Linked DNA regions of Mus musculus: region 1 is linked to region 2. A link is a contact called in public promoter capture Hi-C data. All regions are on one chromosome and are shown on one strand. The core of a region is the stretch at or near the end of the contact, and the rest is flanking DNA. Distances in the headings are between cores, read along the strand shown.

Region 1 (7,644 bases), core at 3,864-6,363, 140 kb before region 2:
TCCACCTGACCAGTTGTGATTAGCACTGAGCTACATACACTCTTAGTCCACACTGACCAGTGTAAAGAATTCCATTCAGGGACCAGGGCATGGCTCATCAGTAGAGTGTCACCTGGCAGTAGGAAGCATGAGTTAGATCCTCTCCACTACTTATGTAGGGTAGGGCCAGGGAGCTAGCTTAGTGGGTAAGGGTATTTGCTAGCAAGCCTGAAACCCTGAGTTTGACCCACGTAATAAAAGGAGAGAATTGAATCCTGCAGGTTGTTCTCTGATCCCCATATGTACACAAACATAATAAATGAATGTGGTGATGATGATGGTGATGGTGGTGATGATGGTGGTGGTGGTGGTGATGATGGTGGTGATAATGACGACGATGACCACAAAAGGTTTTGATGGTGCATGCCTAGGTGAAAGAATGATGATCAGGAGTTCAGTCAGTCTCAGCTGCATAGTGAATTTGAGGGACACATGAGACCCTGAGATGAACATATATACACATATGCCTACATATATGCTGGCAGGTAATGGTGTTTGCTGCCAAGCTTGAAGACTCAAGTTTGATCCTAAGACCCCCATGATGGAAGGGGAGAACTGAGTCCTAAGTCTCAGGTGTTCTCTGACCTCACACTCATGCCACAGGACCAACACAAGAACACATTTAAAAAAACAAAAAACAAAAAACAATGTTAAGCCTGGAGTGTAGCTCAGAGGTTAAAGAACCCAGGCTGCTCTTCCCAAGTTCAGCAGCAGCGTGGCAGCTCACAACTGTCTGTAACTCCATTCTGAGGGATCCACACCGTATACAGACATACATACAGGCAAAACACCAATGCACATAAAATAAAAATGGATCATTAAAAAAAAATTTAAACCACTCTATTAAACCACAATCCACTGAACAAGACCAGCCGTTCACAAACCCGTGTCTGCAGACTGTGCTGTGGCTCTGTGCCCTTTCCAACGTGCCTGGGGCCCTGGGTTCATCTCCAGGGCTTCAAAACACTAGAAATCTATTCATGGAAAACAGACATGATGAGAAAGTGAAGAGGTCGGCCATCTCTGGAGGAGGGGAGAATGTTGACCAGAAGGACTTGGCGAGAACCCCGGCACTCATCCTGTGTCCGGCCTGAGGAGCAGTGACTGGGTAACCTATTTACACACAAGCTTTACTCACAGAGGATAAGGTCAGTGGGTAAGAGTGTTTGCTGCAAAAATAGGAGGACCTGAGTTCAAATCCCAGAGCCCACATTAAAAAGCCAGGTGTGACCCCACTGCTGTGGAGTTGAAAACAACCAGACCAATTTGCTTGCCACTTGTGGGCCGTCTGCCTAGCTCCAGGTTTGCTGAGAGACCCCCCCATCTCAAGAGTACAAGGTAGAGCGTTATAGCACAGGATGGCCCATATCCTCTGACCTCTGTGCACACCCGTGCTACCCCGATCCCCACACCACACATGCATCCGTTACGTAGGTGTCACACTCACCCACAGCACACACATGCTTTATGAACACAGACACATTTTTTATATGACCATACTTGTGTCCATGGGCTTTCCTTTTCCACGTTGCCTTGCGGTGCAATGTGAAAACAGTTAATGTTTCAGGAATCTGACAGCTGGAGAGGTGGCTCAGCAGTTAAGAGCACTGCTTGTTCTTCCAGAGGACTTGGGTTTGATTTCCAGCAACCACATGACGGTTAAGAACTGTCTGCAACTCCTGTCTCAGGGGACCTGACACTCTTTCTGCCTCCTCCCCCTACAGCACTGCATGTACAGATATGTGTGCTAACCAGACATTCATGCACATAAATCAAATGAAATACAAAGATGGGGCTGGCTGGAGAGGTGGCTCAGCGGTTGAGAGCAGGTGTTGCTCTTCCAGAGGACTTGGGTTCTCAGTGCCCACATGGGACTCACGATTCCTATAACTCCAGTTCTGACCTCTTCAGATACCAGGCACTTGGTGGAACACAGACAGACTCATGCACATAAACTAAATCTAAAAGAATTTTTTAAGTGAAGGAAATTTTAAAAAAAAGAATTTGAGGATATCAAGTTGACATCTCATTGGAAGGTTGAACTCAGGCGGTGGCGGTGGCGGCGGCAGCGGCAGCAGCAGCAGCAGCAGCAGCACACTCCTTTATTCCTAGCACTGGAGAAGTGGAGGCAGGTAGGACTCTGAGTTCATGACCAGCCTGGTTTACAGAGTGAATTCCAGGGCTATACAGAGAAACTCTGTCTGGAAAAAACAAAACAAACAAGCAAGCAAGAAAGTTTGAAATCAGCTGTTGCAGACAAGCACTTCAGAGCAGCACCTGGAAGCTGTTGGCTGAACTTCCCAGCTGGCTGCTGGAGGAAGCACCGTAGTTTCAACTACCAGGGAGGCTGAAGCAGGAGGAGAGCAAAATTAAGGCCAACTTAGGCTACAGAATAAGCTCAAGGTCAAACGGGCAACTCAGTGAGACACTGTCTTGAGTAAGACAGCGGTGGCAGGGAGGGCTGGCAAGATGTCAGGGTAGATAAAGGTGCCTGCCACCAAGCCTGGGTTCAAGTCCCAGGATTCATGTGGTGGAATAAGAAAGCTGATCTCAAGCCGGGCGTGGTGGCACACGCCTTTAATCCCAGCACTCAGGAGGCAGAGGCAGGCAGATTTCTGAGTTTGAGGCCAGCCTGGTCTACAAAGTGAGTTCCAGGACAGCCAGGGCTACACAGAGAAACCCTATCTCACACACACACACACACACACACACACACACACACACACACACACACACACACACACACACACAAAACAAAAAAAACCAAAAAACAAAAAAACAAAAACCAAAAAAGAACAAAAACCAAAACAAAACAAAAAACCAAAAGAGAGCTGATCTCTACAAGTTGTCCTCCAACCTTTACATGCACACCATGGCACACATCCTCATTAGATGGATGGATGGACAGATGGATAGATAGATAGATAGATAGATTGATTGATTGATAGTAGATAAAATGAAATTATAAGTCTCAATTTTTAAAAGAAATTTAAGTTCTTGGGATGCAGCTGTGTAAGCCCTTTCATAGCAGGTGCAGGGCCTTGAGCCTAATAATCAGTGTATATAAAATACACCCCCCTCCCTTCTCTCTCTCTCTCTCTCTCTCTCTCTCTTTCTCTTTCTCTTTCTCTCTCTCTCTCTCTCTCTCCCCGTCTCTTCTCCCATCTCTGCCCTCTTGCTGCCATAGAAAGAAAGCTAAGAAAAATAAGTGGTAGGGGTGGGAGAATTCACCACAGGTTCAGGGCTTTTACTTTAAAATAATTTTGATATGTGCATAGGTGTTTTGCCTGCATGCTTGTCTGTATAACATTTGCATGTCTGGTACCTGCAGAGGCCAGAAGAGGGCGTCAGATTCCCTGGACGTAGAATTACTACTGATGGTTGTGAGCTGCCATGTGGGTGCTGGGAACTAAACCTAGGTCTTCTGGAAGAGCATCCAGTACACATAAACTCTGAGCCATCTCTGTCTCTCCAGCCCTAAGGTCATTCCAGGCCACCCCAGAACTGCAGAGGGGCTGAGAGGCAGCACAGTGATAAGAGCATTTTCTTCTTGTGTGGGGACCCAAGTTCTGTTCCCAGCAGCCATGTCAGCAGCACAGCCTGTAATTCGAATTCCAAGAGTTTGATGCCCACTTTTGGCCTCTACAAAAACCCACATAAATGTGGTGCACACAGACACACTCACACAGAGACACACATACACATGCACACACAAAGACACATAAATAAATATACTTACATAATTCTAAAACAATAAACAAAATTGGACTTTTTTTTTTTCAAGACAGGGTTTCTCTGTGTAGCCCTGACTGTCCTGGAACTCACTCTGTAGACCAGGCTGGCCTCGAACTCAGAAATCCGCCTGTCTCTGCCTCCCAAGTGCTGGGATTAAAGGCGTGTGCCATCACCGCCCGGCTAAAATTGGACTTTTAAAGACAGGGTCTCTGCAGGGCGGTGGTGGCACACACCTATAAGCCCAGCACTTGGGAGGCAGAGGCAGGAGGACTTCTGAGTTCAAGACCAGCCTGGTCTACAAAGTGAATTCCAGGACAGCCAGGGCTATACAGAGAAACCCTGTCTCGAAAAAACAACAAAACAAAACAAAACAAAACAACAACAAAAAAACCCTGTCTCAAAAATACAACAACAAAAAAATAAATAAAAGAAAGGAAGGAAGAAAGAAAGAAAGAAAGAAAGAAAGGAAGGAAGGGAGAGAGAGAGAGAGAGAGAGAAAGAAAGAAAGAAAGAAAGAAAGAAAGAAAGAAAGAAAGGAAGGAAGGAAGGAAGGAAGGAAGGAAGGAAGGAAGGAAGGAAGGAAGGAAGGAAGGAAGAAAGTAAGTGTAACCCTGGCTGGCCTGGAACTCACTATGTAAACTAGACTGGCCGCAAACTCAGAGATCCACCTGTCTCTGCTCCTGAGTGCTGGGTGTATGCCATCATGCCTAGCAAGAATAAGATTTTTAAAAGCAAAATGTGATGTTTCACACCTGAAACCTCAACACTGGGAGGGGGAACTGTGATTAGGATGTAAAATAAACAAATACATTTATTTATTTATTTAAAAAAATTTTTTAAAATTGTTATTTATGTCTGTATATGTGCACATATGTATATGCATGTGCATGCGGGCTCCTGATGGGGGCATAGAATCCCCTGGAGCTGGAGTTACAGGCAATTGTGAGTTGCCTGCTTTGGGTAGTGGGCACCAAACTCAGGCCATCTGGAAGAGCAGAAATCCTTATCTACTGTGCCATCTCTCCAGATCAGAGGAGAGTTTGAGGATAGCCAGGTTAGGAGATTCTGTCTAAGAAGAAAGGAGAGGTGGTGGCTTTCTCCTATAATCCCAAAACTTAGTAGTAGACTGAAGCAGGAAACTTGCTCGGTGTGGAAGATGACAGAGAGCTGAGCCATGTCACCCTGTCTGCGTGAAAGGTTATCTCTTAGCAAGGAGATGGTAAAGGTCAGGTTGCCAACTGCCTCCCCTCTGCTCAGAAGATAACCCAGGTCAGCGGGCGGCGCTGGGAGCCAGCCTGTATAAATAGGGGATCGGAGGTGGTGCAGATAGAGCACCTGGGTCGCAGGCATCTCAGCTGATCATGGCAATGCTCGGGCTGCTGCTGCTGGCTTCCTGGGCTCTCCTCGGGGCTCTGGGGCTGCAGGCCGAGGCGAGGCCGGCGCCCTACGGGGTGAAGCTCTGCGGTCGGGAGTTCATCCGCGCGGTCATCTTCACTTGCGGAGGCTCACGATGGCGCCGGGCGGACATCTTGGCCCACGAATCTCTGGGTGAGTGCTAGGCAATCAACCTGGAACAGGTGTCCTGGTAAGCGCAAAGCCAAACAGGCTGCATGGGCCAGGCATGGTTAGTTCCAAACTCTTGGGAGGTGGTAACAGAAAAAACTCACATTTAAAGGCAGCCTGGGCTACAGGGTAGAATCCCTGCCTAGCCATGTGCAGTGAAACACCTCTGCCTGCCTTTAAGCTTCCTCGGGACCAGGATGGTACAATTGAGGTAGCTGGAAGCCAGGCATCTTGGGGTTAAAGGCAGGGGTGTGGAAATCAGAAAGCCATTAGGCTACCTTTTCCTGGCTGTGTGTAGCATGACACCACACAGAGGTGCCGCTGCCCCTAAGGTGCCTCCCTTTGGGTGAGGGCACATCAGGTTTTTTTATCCCAGTCTGCCGAGAGGGAGCGGGATGCTAGGCACAGGGCTTGATTTCGCCACCTTCTGGCCTCTCTAGCCCTTGCTACCTCCTGCAGAGACCATTCCTGGTGAAATGGTAGACCCAGTGGGTGAGACCTTGCAGAATTCTTTAACGGGGCAGACTGTTTAGTGTGGCTGGAGCAGCAGGAGGCCAATCAGGAGAGTGCAGCTCCTTAGAGGCGAGACAAAAGAGGCGACACAGTGGGCTTGGGAGACTGTGATTAGAATCCCAACACTCTGGGAAGCTGAGGCAGGATGGTCATGAACTCAAGGACAGCCTAAGACCCTGTCTCAAAAAAAAAAAAATCGCAAAACCAAAAAACGGAGTGGAGGAGGAGGAAGAAGATGATGATGAAAGAGAGATGTGTGGGTGGTGAATGATGGACAGACAGATGGATGCATGCGCAGGTTAGGAGTGTGCCTGCCTCAAAACAGTAGCTCTATGGCTAAATGGCTGTGTCCTCACACAAGCCTGATGAGGAGCCAGGGTCCCAATTAGTGAATAGTAAGTAGGTGGCAACAGCAGCAAACTCAGTAGCTGTCACTGAGAGGCTGGAAGAAGTGAATTCGGTAAAGCAAACAAGACGGTCAATAAATGATCAGTGTTCACTTGAGTGCTCCTCATGTATCCCATAGTATTGTGCTTTTGCGGGCATCCAGTCTGATACTCCTGACAAAGCCAAAAAAAAAAAAAGTAGAAGTTATTATTATCTCCCCTCCCCCTCCCCTGCTTTGTGGAAAAGAAAACTGAGCCTAGGAGGGAGACGGAAGTAATGTCATTTACTATTCTGATTTAGGGAGCCTAGCTCCCAAATGCATATTTTCATCTACGCCGTCCACATTAAATAAAGAATCGCATGAACTCAGTGACAGGAAAGTCCAGCTTAGCACTGAAACTGACAACAGAGCCAGCATTTGAACCCTCGAGGGGATGAAATCAAACTCAGAACCGCAACCTTGATCCTCCAGACTGGAGATGTAAGTGGGCTAAGCCCTGATTCTTCCTCTTTGCTTTTGCAGGGGACTTCTTCGCTGATGGAGAAGCCAATACAGACCACCTGGCCAGCGAGCTGGATGAAGCGGTGGGCTCCAGCGAGTGGCTGGCCCTAACCAAATCCCCCCAGGCTTTCTACGGTGGTCGAGCCAGCTGGCAAGGGTCACCTGGAGTGGTTCGGGGCAGCAGAGATGTGTTGGCTGGCCTTTCCAGCAGTTGCTGCGAGTGGGGCTGTAGCAAGAGCCAAATTAGCAGCTTGTGCTAGGATCAGGGTTGAGCAATGGAGAAGCGGGCCGTGCCTGCAAGCTGCTGTCAGCTGTGCGATGTTCAAGAGCATTCCTACAGGCGAGGCACCAAGGGGTCCACTGTCTCCTTACAGACCCTCTGCCAAGATGCATACACTACTTGCCAACCTTTCCCCACCTTGCTGCCGGCCCCTCCTCTATCCAGCCAAACAGAAACTTGTTTTTCATGGCTGAGTTCTTCCGTGCCACAACCTCACCCCCAGCAGCCCAGCAGCAACCAGATGCCCATCTTCTTAAACTGGCTACACTAGAGTCTGCCCCACCTCCACCCTCAGTCCGGCCCTAATTGTCGCCACTGTCCCTGGCTAACCTCCCCCCCACCCCAAAACAGAGCCCCTGGTCCTCAGTACTCAGACTTCCTCACCACATAAAATAAAGGTTCAGTTCTGAGCATTTGCACGCGTGCGTATCATTGCTGGGGGTGGGCGGATTTGGGGACTTCCCGCCAGGGGCGGGGTGGCTTCCTTCCCGCAGGCTGTAAGCCCCAAGCCTGGTGGTGTCACTTGTCCCTGGGAGCCATGAACCGGCTCCGGGTTGCACGCCTCACGCCGTTGGAGCTTCTGCTGTCGCTGATGTCGCTGCTGCTCGGGACGCGGCCCCACGGT
Region 2 (7,337 bases), core at 2,572-5,071:
ACAGACAGCTACCGAAGAGTCACCCCCTTGGCATGGAGGGAGGGATGCAGTCTGGACCCTCTCTGAGCGCAGGGACAAGTAGCACATGGGAACCATGGTAGTCACTACCCTAGGCCAGAACCAGAGAGTGTGCTAAAGAGGCACACAGACTTAAGAAGTGGAAACCGGCTCGGTTTGGAGACACCAGGTCTTCCCTGACAGTGGAGAGAGAGCCCCACCCCCACCCCAGGACCCCACTTTCTGTCCTTAGTAGCAGACATCTGGTTCTATCACAGGCAGAGAGGCTCGCAAGTCTTGCTGGGCATCTCCAGCTCACAGGGGAACCCCTACCTCGAGCAGCTCCTCCTCCAGTGTCCTCACAGAGGGGCTGGAGGAGGGGAAGTGTCTGGCGACTAGAAATCTGATCCCTGGGAGAAGCCCACACAGAAACTAGAGCTTTCAGTGTCCTTGGCCAGGTCTGGCTGAGGAACCAGCAGAGGGCGGGGACACAGACCAGAAGCTCCTGTCTGTGGTGGGAGTGGGAGGTGGCTCCCGTTCCCACTACTCTTCTTTCAGGGGTGTATGCTTTAGAGGTTTTGGGGCCCACCTGACCCTCTTCCTTCCCCTCTGCTAGATGCCCATGTTGAGGCCGAAGCACCAGAGGGTCTCTTGTCAGCCTGGTGGAATAGTCAACACAGACAAGAAAGACAGCAGGCAGCAGAGTCCCATGTGCAGATGGAGATCAGAGAGGGCTTGATGCAAACAGACTCCTCTAGCAGGGCCAGGCGCTCACAGGCTCCTCCCCCCTCGTGGGGCTTCCAGAGCGCCCCCTAGGAGAAGGGGGTTCCCCAGGGCAGGCTGGGAATAGAAGCCTGGCTCCGCATCTCTGGCCTTCCACCTCCTCCCCCCTGGCTCGGTGGCCCAGGTGCACTAGTCCCCAGCTCCTTACACTCCCACAACTCCGGGGACTGTCTCCACGTCCAAGGATGTCCAACAGCACAGGAGATAGTGGGGTACACCCGTCCCCATGACTGGGAGTAAGCAAGCACATCAGACGGAAAAAAGCAACAGGGCGGCCCAAGCCAGCGGGGGGGGGGGGGGGGGAGATGCTGGGAAGCCAGCGGGAGGGCTGGTACCCACATATCCACATGCACGGCTGTGGCTCAGTGCAAAGGTGCCATGCCGCCAGCCACGGAATTAGTTCTTTTCCGCCTTCCAGATGATTTTTCATCTCTGTAATTAATGGGCAAGTCATATCTGAACGGCATGGCAGGCAAATTGCTAGTTAGGAAAATCACAGATAATTTTCTCGATATGATAATGAAGGTTGTATTCCGTCTCTTATTCTCCCTGTTTTCATCCTACTTTTAAGTAATAAATTTGGCATTAGTGGGCAGGGTGTGGGGAGGAAGGAAGTCACCTGTCCCCAAAGCTAGGACCTGTCTTAGCAGGCGTCCCCCAACACACACACCAAGGTCCCCAGTTCCTAACTGGGCAGATGAAGAAGAGGATGCCAGAGATGCTTGTGGGGACCCTCAAAGGAACACTCTGACATTCCATGATTGATGGGGTATTGCCAGGGTCTAGGGAGGGGGGAGAGCAGGGGTAGCCATCAGGCTGTGGGCCAGATAGAGTTGGGTCTGGGGTCGGATTAAAGACTCACGCCTGCCCTTGGGGTGCAGGAAAGAGAAGCAGGTACCAATGGCCTCTCTCTCAGCAGCACTGGAGGTCAACAGGCCCAGAACAGACATCCACCCTCAGGTGTCCTCCACACCTGTCCCTACACTGTCCAACTCTCTCCCCACGTTGACCCTCCCTACTCCACTGGAGGCATGAGGGTAAGCAGAGAGAGGGGGAGACAGACAGAGATAAAGAGGCTGCCAGCCATCTTGGCGGCCATCTTGAACCCCTCCCCCAACTCCCCCAAACGCACCACATGTTTGGATATGGGAAGACAGATCCGGCTCTGGGTCCCAGAGAGGCTGGGAAAGAAGGGGGCTCTCTGGTTCACATTGGGACAGGAGGGACATCCACAAAGATGCCAAAGCTGAGGAGAAGGCGGGGTGGGGAGATGAGGAAGGTACAGTAATAAGATGCTGGGCGAGGATAGGGCTGGAAGCTAACCTAGCCGAGAAGTGTACAGATTGGGATGGGTGAGCTTAGGGGCTGTTTGCCGGCGGGGTGCCATCTTCACATAGGTGCCTGGGGTGCACTGAAGTGATGCCATTTGAGGACATTTTCTGGCCACTGCATAAGTACACACTACCCTCCCACCACACACACACACACACACACACACACACACACACACACACACACACACACACACACGAACTGGACTTTCATCCCAGGACCCTCAAACGGGACGATGACAACTGAGCCACACAGCTCTATTTCAGGAACACCTGGAAGAGGAGAGAAAGCTCGTTCCGGTAGATCCAACCTGACAGCCTCCATCCGTGCTTAACAGGGTACCACTAACAGAAGATGTCTCACAACTGCACCAGGGTTGCCCAAAGCACCCCTCCGGGCTGAAACTCACTCGACACCCAGACATACCTCTCCCCATACCACCCCCAACCACCATTAGCGCCACTGCCTCCCAGAGAAAAACAAGCCATGTCGGGGGGGGGGGGGGGCTGGCCCAGCATCCTGCGGTGCCAGCCCCCCGACATGGCTTCTCTGGGGAGCCCGGGCCCGCGCGCTGCGCGCACACGCACCCTCTCCACTCACACCCAGACACCTACACAAACAGGGCGCCAAGCACCCGCGCGCACACGCACCGGGGACACGCAGGCACCGCCGCGCCGCTTCCCCACAAAGGCCGGCGCGCGCGCGGGCACACGCAGCCACGCGCGGGCACACTAGCGGTCCCCTCCCCCTGCAGGGCACCCTGCGGCCGCCCATCCGCACCCTCACCAAGCCCCCGGCGGGCGGGGGTAGGGTGCTCCCCGCCCCTCCCGCCGCGCACACCTGGCCCAGGTGCGGCGTGGCCTGAGGCTCCCGCACACTCACCTGTCCAGCGGCGCTTCGGGGTCGGCCGTGCGCGCTCCTCCGGCGGCTCCGCGAAGCCGGGCCCCCCGCCCGGCACATCTCCCGGAGCCCGGCCCAGGGGGAAGCGGGGAGGGGGTGGCTGAGCGAGGGAGGACTCCGTGTCCCTTCTTTCCTCCGGCCCAGCACCGCCGCCACCGACCAAAATTTAAAAGGGAAGGGGTGGGGGGGGGGAGTATAAAAAAAAAAAAAAAAAGGAAAGAAAAGGCGGATCGCGGCGCTCCGGAGGCGGCCCCGGCCCCGGGCGCGCGGGTCTGCGCCCCTCCCGGGGAGCGAGGCGTGGAGGCGGAGGGGCGGGGGCGGCGTCAGAGCTCGGGGGGCTGGGGCGAGGCGGAGCCCCCCGAGGCGGCGCCGGCTGCCCGCATCTCCCCCGCAGCTCCGCGGCCCCGACGGAGGCGGCACGTGTGTGCCCAGGCGACTTCCCAGCGCCCCCGGACGGCAGCGGGCGAAGGGTTAACGCGGCTGCCCGGGCGGCCGCGCAGGCCCCCGCCGCCCGGCGGCGCCGCTCCTGGGCCCGCGCGGCCCCATCCGCCGGGGCGTCTCCGGCAGACGGCGGGGCGGGGGCGTCGCAGCGCCGACTGCTCCCGCGCCGACCGCTCGCGCTGCCCGCAGGGGGCCGGAGCTACACAGCTGGAAGCAGGCGCGGCGGCGTTGCGCCCCCGGGGTGGCCGGAGCAGGGGGCGCGGGGCTGGGCCCGTGGGCACCGCAGGACTCGCGGAGCGAGCGGGCGCGGGGCACCAGCAATGACAAGCCGCCTGCTCTCGGCGCTGCCGGGCCCGCCGGCTCCGGGAGGGGGGCGGCGGACAAGCGCAAAACCTGGCCTGGACTACCCGCCGGGGACTAGTCTCCGCAGCCCTCCCGTGCGCCCCGAGGAAGGGCCCGGAAACCTGGCCTGGAGTTCCACTCGCCTCCCCCAAGGAAAAGTGGGCAGAGGGAGGCGACGCGCTAGATCCCCCTAGTTGGGCTGGGGGGGGGTGGGGTGCGACGGGCGGCAAGAAAAAACGGAACGGACTCTGCAGCCGTGCTGTGCAGAAAGGCGCCTAGCCGGTGAGGGGTAAATGGAGAGCTGTGCAAGGACTGCGCAAAACCTGGTCCGGATTTGGCAGAGAGGGTAGGGACGGGAGGGGCGCGGTGTGGGGGGGTAGGAGTGGGAGGGGAGGTAGCTGCGACAGGGCCAGATGCACTCGAGGCACGCAAATTTCGGTCCGGATTCTTCCAAGGGAGATGGAGTAATGCGTCAGGCCTGTGCGGTGGCAACAAAAAAGACCTGGACCAGAGCGTCTCCCACCCGGGATTGCAGGAGGGCCGGAGGGAGTGCTGCTTAGTGACTGACAAGAGCGTAGGCTGTCCCCCATCTTCCTAACAGCGACGTGGGGTGGGGAGGGACAAAATGAGGGCTGGACTGAGGTATGGAAGGATCCCGCGCGCTGGCTGCAACAGAGCCGGCAGGTAAAAGCAGTATCTGGATCCTGGGTGATGCGACAGGAAGGGGATGTGGTGTGGATCCCGCTACCCTGGGAGACCAGACCTACAATAAAAAAATAAATAAATAAATTAATTAAAAAAAAAAACGAGGGAGGGACGCAAAGCCAGGACTGGAGCGTAGGTAGGATGGGATGAGAACAGCCCCCCTCCCCCAAACAGAAGAGAGAGCCTTGGCAACCGGACAGGGTCCTGGAGCTGACCAGGCTGCAGGAGCGGAGGAGAGGTTAGTATCTATAAACGCCTCAAGCGTCTGGTTTTGGAGGGGGTGGGTAGGGAAGAAAAAAAAAATTGAATTTTAGGTTGATGGCGAGAGCAAAAGCCCGGTGCAGATTTCCACAACGTAAGAACTACACTGCAGGTGATGGACTCGGAGAAGTAGGGCAGCGGATCGGACTTAGATTCCTAGGCTTTGGACTTAGTGAGTGAAGCCAGAGGCTGGGTTCAGCCCCCCAGCTACAGATGAAGCCTAGGATTGCTTCTCTAGATGGGAAAGGGGGTCGACCTGGCCCAAATATCTGGAGCCAAAGCTACCACTGCCTAGACTTATAGTTTATTTGTTTTTTTGGTTTTTTTTTTTTTTTTTGGTGGGGGGAGGCTATAAAGCTGAACCCGGGGCCAAAACCAGGCACTTAAGCAATATAGACAACTCAGTGCGGGGGTTGGGGTGTGGGTTCAGGGGAGCGGAATCCAGAGAGGTAAGAACAGAGCTTGGAAGCTGCCGCGCTGAGAATCCGTTTTACGAAGGATGGGTGCAACTCTTAAGATTGATGGCTGAGGAGAAGCAAAAACTGGGCTTGGATCCTTGGGGAAGGGAATCCACCCAAAAGCAGCCTAAATACCGAATCCGGCAGCTTATTCAAGTTCAACGTCCAGCTGAATGTTAGCACTGCCTTAGGAGTGCAGATAAACCCTGATGTGGATTTTTCAGAGAATGTGATGTGCTGAGGTTAGAGCAGGAGGTGTGGGGTGGGGTGGGGGATGGGGTGGGTTAAAAGTCCATCTCAGTGTGCATGGAAGGTGCTGTTCTGCCTGCTGAGTGGGTTAAAGTCAGGAAAAGGTTTGAGAGTGGAAGAACTTGGGTGGGTCTTGAATAGGAACAAAGATTATCCACAAAAGCCTTAATGTATAGGCCATTAACCTGTTCCCAAAAAACCCTTCTATGTAGCTCCTCCTGGTGGGAGATTGGGCGGGGAGGCACCGTTGCGTGGACAGGGAAAAGGGGCCACTACCAAAAATTTCATTCCTACTTCTTTAAAAGACACACTTCTCTTCCAGGATTAAGGGTCCTTGGTTCTTCAAAACCAAACTTCAGGGAGGAGTACTTATGTGAGGTGCTACCCCCACCCAGGGAAGACTCCATGTTTGAAGAGTGTCAGCTATGAACCTAAGTGACCAGGGGACTGAATCCAGGGAACCAAAGATACACTACACCTCGAGTGCAGGAAAGATCCTATCCTTTTTGTGACTGACTGATAGAGAGGAGGGTCCCGTCTCTCTGTGCGTTTCCTACTTTGACATATCAACGGATCTCTAGAAAGCTCTACTCCCCTAGCAAGTGGTGTGTGTGTGTGTGTGTGTGTGTGTGTGTGTGTGTGTGTGTGTGTTTTACTGAGGCTGAGGTGTTCAGTGGCCTAGCTGTGGTTGCCCAGCATGTGTAAGGGCCTGGATTCTATCTCCAGCCCAAATGGAGAGGGAGGAGTCCTTTAGCTACTAGCTTCCTTTCTCCAGCAGCCCACCCATCTCTTCTGCAAAAGCAATCCAGGAGATAGTTTGAACTAGCACGCTCCATTATGAAGAAAAGTCGTGATATATATATTTTTTAAGGACCAAGGCTCAGTTTGGAAAAATCCTAGCAGGATGTCCCCTCCCCCTCCCGCTTTCCAAAACCCTTCTCTCCCCCAATTCTGGTGGCCGGTGGTGCGCCCCTGGTGGCGGCCGAATTGGCTTGCCAGCCTCCATCCTAACCGTGGCTCTTGGGTTCTTGGGCAGAGGGCTCAGAAGGCAAAGGATGCAGGGAGGTTGTGAACACGAAGAGTCACCCGCACACCCCGGACTCTGCCTGCGCAGTCGCAGTGGAGGCTGCGCCGGCAGCCGGGCTCCGGGAACCAAAGCGTGCACGCGCGCGCGCAGACTCGCCCGCTGCGGGTACCTCTAACCCTCTACTCCTTAGAGGTACCCGAGGCCTGGATAGGGTGCAGTTCACTCTAGCATCCTGCCTTTCACGTTGGGACCTTATGCAGAGTGACCACGTCGTTCCTTGGCATTACATTCTGTACACCTGGTCCCATTAGATCCTTATGCACAGGCTGTCCTGCGTCTTGGGTTACCCTAAGTCTATAGGCACGACACCCCATCTTTTGAGCACCGTGTACTTGAGGACACCGATGTGCAGAGTGTCTGGGCATGAAGATACCCAATGTTCTGCATCATTGTGATCCCATAGCCTGAGCATCTAGCATGTTGGACACCTCATTCCAAGACATAATGGTACCCTTCTGGGCTCTCAGTGTGTGGGGCCTACGGTCTCTGGCTCAGTAAACCCTTGTTTCTAGGGTTCCAAATTTGTCTCAGCCCAACTCCTTCCAGGAGATGCCTGCTGCACCTGCAAGATCGATGTGACCTGTCGAGGGAGCTGGATGATTGGGGTTTGTGCACTCTTGCGGTCCCTGGGGGCTTCCTGTACTGGATCCCTTGAGCAATTTCTGAGCTCCTTCCAGTACCACACTCAGAACCCACTCAAGTGAACAGTGAGATAAAGGCCTCACTGAGCGCTGGACATCGTGAGCATACCTTTAACTCCAAAACTCAGTTCGATGGCAGTG

Evidence for each region. Capture Hi-C pulls out chosen DNA fragments and counts their contacts.
Region 1: a promoter capture Hi-C map of adipose tissue shows a contact between it and region 2. The contact joins the promoter of Rln3 here to the promoter of Adgrl1 in region 2. A contact is called at or near these places in 1 of 39 promoter capture datasets (embryonic stem cells), 1 of 15 datasets of contacts at CTCF or cohesin (embryonic stem cells), 1 of 115 datasets of contacts at active chromatin or transcription factors (embryonic stem cells) and 2 of 9 other capture datasets (adipose tissue and liver).

The regions. Positions count from the first base shown.
Region 1 is chr8:84,042,448-84,050,091 of GRCm38.p6, reverse strand. It overlaps Rln3 (relaxin 3), which reads left to right and starts at 5,113. Exons shown (of 2, transcript NM_173184.1): 1 at 5,113-5,322; 2 at 6,761-7,025. The coding sequence starts at 5,136. The coding sequence ends at 6,999. It overlaps Il27ra (interleukin 27 receptor, alpha), which reads left to right and starts at 7,517. Exons shown (of 14, transcript NM_016671.3): 1 at 7,517-7,642. The coding sequence starts at 7,558.
Region 2 is chr8:83,896,582-83,903,918 of GRCm38.p6, reverse strand. Adgrl1 (adhesion G protein-coupled receptor L1) reads right to left here and starts at 3,821. Exons shown (of 23, transcript NM_181039.2): 1 at 2,995-3,821. It overlaps Gm26721 (predicted gene, 26721), which reads left to right and starts at 4,192. Exons shown (of 4, transcript NR_166528.1): 1 at 4,192-4,738.